Regions from separate parts of the Mus musculus genome. Here region 1 is linked to region 2. A link is a contact called in public HiChIP or PLAC-seq data. All regions are on one chromosome and are shown on one strand. Each heading gives the region's core, a stretch centred on a gene start, on an enhancer-like site or on the middle of the called end of the contact. The rest is flanking DNA. Distances are from core to core; before and after follow the strand shown.

The links. HiChIP or PLAC-seq counts read pairs in DNA pulled down with a chosen protein or histone mark.
Region 1: an HNF4G HiChIP or PLAC-seq map of pancreatic cancer cells shows a contact between it and region 2. The contact joins two enhancer-like sites. A contact is called at or near these places in 1 of 15 datasets of contacts at CTCF or cohesin (CD8 T cells), 2 of 115 datasets of contacts at active chromatin or transcription factors (bone marrow-derived macrophages and pancreatic cancer cells) and 1 of 9 other capture datasets (adipose tissue).

What each region holds. Positions count from the first base shown.
Region 1 is chr11:118,321,679-118,325,718 of GRCm38.p6, forward strand. The region is part of intron 1 of Timp2 (tissue inhibitor of metalloproteinase 2); the gene reads right to left. Among named protein-coding and RNA genes, the nearest start is that of Cep295nl, 19 kb to the right of the region's middle. Within about 2 kb of position 1,258, at least 33 of the 459 cell types and tissues checked have an H3K27ac peak or open chromatin away from gene starts, as enhancers often do. A contact at or near this core is called in pancreatic cancer cells, where this site is marked.
Region 2 is chr11:118,214,885-118,218,950 of GRCm38.p6, forward strand. The region is part of intron 1 of Cyth1 (cytohesin 1); the gene reads right to left. Among named protein-coding and RNA genes, the nearest start is that of Cyth1, 32 kb to the right of the region's middle. Within about 2 kb of position 1,352, at least 91 of the 459 cell types and tissues checked have an H3K27ac peak or open chromatin away from gene starts, as enhancers often do. A contact at or near this core is called in pancreatic cancer cells, where this site is marked.

The DNA.
Region 1 (4,040 bases), core at 8-2,507, 110 kb after region 2:
GTAGGAACTGTATCCCAGGCAACTGTATCCCAGGCAACAACAGCGCAGGTCCTGTAGGAACTGTATCCCAGGCAACAACAGCCTTAAAAAGTGATGTACAGAGACAGAACAAGAAAGTTCCAGAGTGGTATGGAACCTGATCATGCCCGACAGGACTCTTCTATCAGGAATCAAACCCCTGCTCCCTCCCTGGAGACCTCCCTCTGCACACCAGCAGTCGCTGTGACAGGCAGGCCTCCCTCTCTTTCACTTGGAGCTTATTACCTGGGCCAGGGCCTATTTAATGGCTTCTAAAGGCTTGCCCTTCAAATGGCAGTGGTGTAGGGTCGCTCTGGGCAAGTGTTTTGTCACTGGGCACATGAGATAAACAGAGACAAGGAGCAGGCAGTGCCGGCTCAGAGTCTCCAGTGGTCAGTTTGAGTCTTGGAAACTTGTGGCCAGGACTGTTTCCCACAGAGGCAGGGAGGTCCAGGCACGTGGGAGTGCCACCTGCTCTTCAGACCCCAGCACACTCTGGATCCCTCCCCATGAGTCTCACACCACAGCCCGGGCCCCACCCAGCTCCAAGGCCCATTAACTTTGGTGCTTTGGTCCTTCTGTGCAGCTGAGTAACCACTGGCCTGGCCACAAGGTCCTGTTTCCCAGCCTAAAGCAAGCCACCTGGCAGGCCACCCCACAACAAAAGGCCCTCTCTCGGTTCTGCGCCTTCTCCATAAACATTCCTGCAAAATACCTTCCCTTAACTTTTTGAGCCAGATGATGCACACTTTTAATCCCAGCACTGGGGAGGCAGAGGCAAGCAGATCTCTGAATTTGAGCCTAGCCTGGTTTATATAGCTAATTCCAGGACAGCCAGAGCTATACGTTCTGCAACATCACTTGGCCCTTGCTCTTTCCTAATCCATTTTGCTCCCTGGCCCCCACATGCTCGGATACCCAGATATGTTACTCCCCCCCCCCCAGAACAGAAAAGCTCTTCTACCCAAAATGCCACCTCTAGCTCCCTTCCCAGAGAACTTGCACTCAGCCTCGAGAAGCAGCCCTTCCTGGCTTCTCCCTGCAGTGGCTGCTGCTCTTCTCCCACACTATCTGGTGTAAATGCCTGTGCATCTGCCTGCTGAGAGGTCCTAACCGGTAGAGGCCATGCTATGGAACAGATGGGACTCAGAGAACATCTGCCAGATGGAGCTGGGCTGACCCTGACAGCCTCAGGATGGCAGCATGGGCATGGCTGGCCCTTGGTCCCCACTGTGTAATCTGTACAACCATCACTGTGCTTATGCAAATGTGTGAGCATGTTGGTAAATACTGCCCAGTGTTTGCTCTCTGTATAGCACTGTTGTCAGCTTGGAAACAAGACGGGACAGGGGTCTCAAAGGAGTGACTCACCTCCTTCTGCCTGTCTAGAGAACTTCTAGCCTTGTTTCTCAGTAATGGCCCATTATACTGCACCATGCTTACTCCTCCAATGTGTTCACTAAGGGCTGGGGCTGTAGCTTAGCCGGTGGAGGGCTTAAGTTGCCATCCACAAAGTCCTTAGCTCAAGTCCCACCACCTACAACTGGACATGGCATGTTCTTAGAATCTTAGCATTCCCTTGAACTATAGAGTTCTGAGGCTGGCCTGGGCTATTTGAGACCATGTCTCAACCCAAAACAAACAATAAATGTTCAATAAAGGCAACACCCTCTTGGCAATCAGAAAATAAGCCCAATGACTTCCAGACAGCCAAAAGCTCTCCTTTCTCTCCCATAGAACCTAGGATTCAATACTGCTGTCTCATGGAAGTCCCCAACTTCCCACACCGCCGTTGAGTCCCTGACATGATCTAAGCCGAAAGACTGAGTGAGATACAATCAGGTGCGCGCATTTGTGTGAGAGGCGCTGCTGCAGAGATGAACTCTGACAGTCGTGATCCTCAGAGACCATTTGACGGTGCAGGTGACACAGATGTCACCAGCTTGTGTCATATTGTGATGGTGAGGGCTAGTGAGGCCCTGGGCAGGGCATACAGTGCTAGGGACACATTGAAAACAGGGCAAATTTCTCTGCTCCTATAAGACAAAGACCTGGACGCTGGCCCTGGTCCCGTGACAGTCAGATGGGCCAGGACAGTATGTGACTGTGTGCTCACTTTGCTTCAGGGATGAAGGCCATCTACTTTCTTTTTTGAAAATCTCATATGAGAGGAGACGGATGAGCTGAGAGTCTGGGGTAGACACAGGATTTTCAGGCTAGAACATTAATGGGGACACAGTTCTGGAGTGTTTGTAGGGAGTGGGGAGGGGCAGACATGGAGAATCTCCATTGACAACTGGGCTGCTTCTAGGTAGCCAGGAACCACAGGTCTGGGTTAAACCTGGGTGGACACTCCTCTCCCACTTAACGGTCCTGTTGCGAGACAGGGCCGGCACTGTTGAGTACAGCAGACATGGGTCTTAGCTCTTATCTGGTGAGAACACTGGATGGAGGAGGAGACCGGGGAGATTGTCCCAGTAAAAGCCTTCACCGCCCTGGTCTTAGATCACTCTGATCTAGGCAGTGGGCAGACAGATGGACAGGAAAGGAGAGGAAATAGAGAATCCTCTAATAGGAATAGGAATAACCCCTAAACCACACACACAGCAGTGGTCATCACTGTGACCTCTGGGGCTGTAGAGAAGGGAAACCCATCACAGATGGGCAGCCTTCCTGAGTCCCCGGCCATTTGAAGGCCAGGGAAGTGCAGAGACTCAGAGAATATGGAATGAACTAGAAGCAAGGCATGGGTGACTGTTGACTGAACATTTACAGGCTAGGCTCGGGGCAGACACCAGAGTGGGACCAGCTATATCCAGTCCTGTCCCACTACCTACCCACGAAGCTGGACACAGCAGCATGAGGCTCGTGTTTAAGTGCTTTGTGCCCCCACCCCCTGCAGCTCAAAATTTGCTTTCTCCTCTTTTCCTTCTGCTAAGCCAACATCTGGGTTTGCCATTGAAAGTGCTACACTGGCTGATGGATTCGCTGCCAGATGCTGGCTACTGGAATGCACAAGCGCTGACTTAATTCAAAGCACACACAACCGCAGAGCCCCTACCCCCATCCCTCTGGCTGAGGACACCGCATGATGTCACTTCCCCCTCCAGGAGCCTGCAAAAACAATCCCAGTGTACCCAGCAGAAGGGGATGGAAAAGACCTAGGTGGGTGTTGAGGTCACTGGTAATGAGCCAAAGATGATGGGCCATGTTTGCATTTGACAGTAACAACTGCCCAGGAACAACAACAGAGGCTGGGCTGTCCTGCTTCTGTCCTCTTTAGGAGGGAAGGTGCTAGAAACTCTAGGTGATGGCCATGGCTAAAGGCAACTGGAAGATTCAGAATACTCCACGGATAACAACTGTGGCAAAAGAGTCATGGTTCTCCCTCCGGAGGGGCTCCTGTCTGTCCCCTGGGTCACCAACACATGGTCTATTGAGCCCTGAAGACATGTTCATAAATCCAACAAGACTGTGTGTGTGTGTGTGTGTGTGTGTGGGTGTGTGTGTGGGTGTGTGTGTGTAGAGAGAAAGGGAGGAGGGAGAGAGAGAGAGAGAGAGAGAGAGAGAGAGAGAGAGAGAGAGAGAGAGAACACTAGGTAACTTTTACTAGCCTGGAATTCACTATGTAAACTAGGCTAGCCTTGAGGTCACAGAGATCTACCTGCTTCTGCCTCCCAAGTACAGGGATTAAAGACATGCACCACCACACCCAGCTTGTCAGCGACTTTAGATTTTGATAGTGTCCATTGTAACATCATTGTGGAAGTCCCTTGAGAATCTAAAGACACAACATGCCCAGAGTCCATTGGAGGGTCATAACCTGAAAGAAAGCTGCTTGCAAGAGTCTTCCTTGTTGGAGTCTGGAGTCTGTAACCCTCTTGTGGGCCCACCTGCTCTTGGGACAATCCCATAAGCCAACTGAATATTTAAGTCCTATGCACGGCTCCTACTCAGCTCCCTCTCTGGGGCGAGTTTCCCACAATGAGCCAGATAAACCTGTAGCTATCAACACCTGTCTT
Region 2 (4,066 bases), core at 102-2,601:
ATTGCCTGAGTTTACCAACTGGTCATCTGCCACCCTGAACACTGTGCCAGGTTGCTCAGCCTTGCTCAAGGATTCTGGAGGACATCAGCCCCGGCTATTCTTTCTGATGGTGGCCACAGTGAAGCTGCACACTGCACTGGGTAGTGTCCCCTTCCTGGTTTCTGATGCAGCACATCAAGATGTTCTTTTCTGCATATTTTTGATGCTGCTTATGAGACACATTCACAGATGAAAGTAGAGAACAGTAGCAGGCAATCTGATCCTGCCCAGTGACAACCACTGAGGGTGGTATGGGTTTGGTCTGGCTTCTTCTGCATGCAATGTACGTTATATTATATGTGTCTTTCATGCCACACACATATATGTATACACACTACAACGTTAGTAACTTTTTGCATTCCGTTTATAAACACTTCATTTTTACTTTGTGTGTATTTGCAAGTGTGTGTATTTACAGGTGTATTCACAGGTATATGCATCAAGTATTTCCTCAGTTGCCCCCCCCCCTTTCTCTCCTCTATCTATCTTGGAGACAGGATCTCTCTACATAGTTCTGGCTGTCTTGGAACTAACTCTGTAGACTAGGCTGGCCTCGAACTCACAGAAATCTGCCTGCCTCTGCCTCCCAAGTGCTGGCACTAAGGGTGTGTGCTACCATGCCCAGTTCTTCACCTGATTTTTGGGAGTGGGTTTCTCAGTTGGAGATCATTCAGCTAGACTTGCTGGCCAGAAAGCCCCTGGAACCCTCCTGTCTCCACCTCCTCCAGCAATGGAATTACACATCCGACTTTTACAGGGGAGTGGGGATGGGACTCAGAGTGTCATGTTTATATGACACTTTACCAGTTGATCCATCCCCTAGCCTGATTTTCTCCGGCACTATAAAGGGTGTCATGTGTTTTCACTGCTCACAGCCTGTAACTTTGAAGCAGGGTCCAGTCTCAGGGCCCTGTGCACATGCTCAGCACTCAGCTCTAGTTCTCCCCAACTCTCTTACAAGAAGACTTGCTTGATCCAGAAAAGCTTCCCTGTGTTCCTGGAGTGGACTGTGAGGCTCCTTAGCAAGCTGTCGGTAACAATACAAGTAATACCATGACATCACTGGGTGGTGTCCTAGTTTCATTTCTGTTAATGTGACAAATGCCCTGGTTAAATACAACTCTGGGGAGAACGGGTTTGTTTGGCTTAAAATTCCAGGACACAGTCCTTCAATGCAGGGCAACCAAGGCAGGAGCTTTAAGCAGTGAGTCACAGTCAAAAACTGAGAGAAATGAGTATACCCATGCCGTCTGCTTACTTAGTTTGTCTTAGTTAGCTTTAGGGCCCAGCCCATGAAATGGTGAGCTCACAGTGGTCTATGAACTCTTACATCAATCAACAGCCAACCAAGGAATCCCCACAGACATGCCCAGAGGCCAGTATGATCTAGCAAGTTCTCAATTCACTCCCTTCCCAGATGACTGTACTTGTGTCGGGTTGACAGTTAAATCTAGGCAGTACTGGTGGCTTTCACTAAGTCTGCTCTCTGTGCCTCGCTGCTGTGGCCTGCCTTGTCTTGTCCTGAAACCCTCTGTGGGGAGAGTGTCTTCCTCAACTTTTGCCCTTGAAGAATCCTGTATCAATGCACTCAGCTGCATTCAAAACCCGTCTAGTGATCCAAACCCCATCTCTACCTCTGGCATTAGATCTGATTCCCAGATGATCTTGACTCGGGAAGGACAGGTCACTCCTGTTTCTTATCTCCTGGCAGTGGGACAGTACGTGTCTGGATTCCTAGAGTTTGATGTGTCCAGCCCGGTCCACAATGAACTGCACTGACGGGTGGGGACATTCCCAGGACTGATCTCTGCACTGGCCTCACTGCCATCAAGGCTGCCTTTCCAGAAGCACGAGAGCACTTCTGTTCATGAGCTACTGTCCACACCTTGGGGGTTGTTTTCCTACTGACTGCCATCCTTCCTACTGGTTTGTAGAACTGAACAGACTATTTAAAACATGTAATGCAATCTGCAACTTATTTTTAACTCCAATTCTACCTTCGGTTTTACACATCTTTTTAAAAAACAATCAAACCTATAATCTTTCCTTTCTACCATTTCCCCCAATAATGGTCCCTGAGCACAGTGGATGTGGACTGCAGAGACATCAAGGACTAAAAGGACATAGTGTTTCCCCTGTGTGGGCTGAGGCAGACTCTGGGCCACTCTTGGACATGTGCTCTGGGGGTCTGAAGAGTATGGGACTCAGTGGGGAGCTAGAAGGACTATAAGGAGGGGGTTAGAGGGCAGAGGCCTTTGGAGGGCTGTTGGAGGCCTTGGGCTGTTTCAAGGACAGCAGTTTCTGTTCTGGGTGAGATGAATGTCCACGTTCTAGGCAGATCAGAGACACCTGTCTTCCTTTGTGACATACCACCCTGGGTGCGGGTAACCAGGGCAGATGCCATATGACCTGAGAAGCTGCTATGAGAGATGGGCAGCTAAGCAATAAAAGGCTCAAATACCTACTCTATTTATGTCTAAGGTAGTGCCAGGGCCTACTGATGCACTTCAAATGAGGCATGAAGAGTCAAGGCCTGAGAAGGTTAAAAATATGAACTCCATCTTCTGAGCACAGGCCACAGGTTGGCCCCACAGCTTCTGCTCCCCAGTCCTTTCCCTCGACCCCCATGAACCCTTACACCCCCACTTCTCAGGATCTCACAGCTTTATCCCTTGGGTACCTTTGATTCATATCCTCTGCAAATCAGGACTTCACAGCCCTGTCCTCCAGTCCCCGACTACAGCTCCTCAAAGCCCTGTCCATCAGTCCCTGGCTTTGGGCCTTCACAAATCTCACCTCCATAATTCAATAAACCATTCTTAGTATAATTCTCAAAAAAGTGATCAAGGGCTAGAGAGATGGTTCAGTGGTTAAGAGCACTGGCTGTTCTTCCAGAGGTCATGAGTTCAATTCCCAGCAACCACATGATGCTCACAACCATCTGTAATGGGATCTGATGCCCTCTTCTGGTGTGTCAGCAACATGCTCATGTATAAGAAAGAAAGAAAGAAAGAAAGAAAGAAAGAAAGAAAGAAAGAAAGGAAGAAAGGAAGAATCATAGTAGCTCATACAGCAGCCCTACTGGGCTAATCACGAGACTTCATGGCAATCCAGGGGACAGGCCTGAGTCCTAGCTTCTGTGAGCCCAAGCTGAAAAGCTGCCCTACAAACTGGAATGCAACAAACCCCCCTGACCATGTCACAATGCCTTCTGCTTGATTTCTGCTTCCTAAAGCTAGCGCAGCACTAACTCTGTTAACTAAAACAGGAATAAAGAAACCTGTTATAAGTCCCAAAGTACCATGTTTGACTCAGAGAAGAGTAACTAGATAATTATCATCCTTACTAGGCAAGGCATGTGGTGTACCCCAGTAATCCCAACACTCAGGATCCTGGGGTGGGGGAATCACGAGCTAGAGGCCCACCTGAACTATAGAGCAAGAGCATCCGTCTCAAAGGCTAAACATCAACATCCAGGGTCCTAGGCACAGGCCTGTAATCGTAACTACTTAAAAGGCTGAGGCAGAGGGCTACAAATTCAAGTCTAACTCCCATGCTACAAAGCATATTCAAGGCCAGGCTAAGCAACTTATCAGGACTCTACCTAAGCAGGACGTAGATCAGTGAAAGAACATTCATTCCTCTTGCTTTAGCTTACAAATTGGGGCTAAGAACTTGAAAGCTGGCAATATTAAGAGTTCCAGCATCCTAGCTGACTGTGGTAGTGCACATCTTCAATCCCAGCACTCAGGAGGCAGAGTCAAGTAGATCTCTATGAGTTCAAGGCCAGCCCAGTCTACACAGTGAGTTCTGAGGAATTAAGGCTGCATATTGAGACATTGCCTCAAAAGCAAATAAACTAAACTAAAATAAAATAAAATAAAATAAACAAAACCAAAAAATCCCTAGTTTACAGCATCTAGTTAACATAAACAGGACTATGCAGAACACTGGAATATATAAGCATCTCGCACACTAGGCACATCCATAGCCAGTGCCAAATGGAGTCTCCTAGAAAGGTCACGAT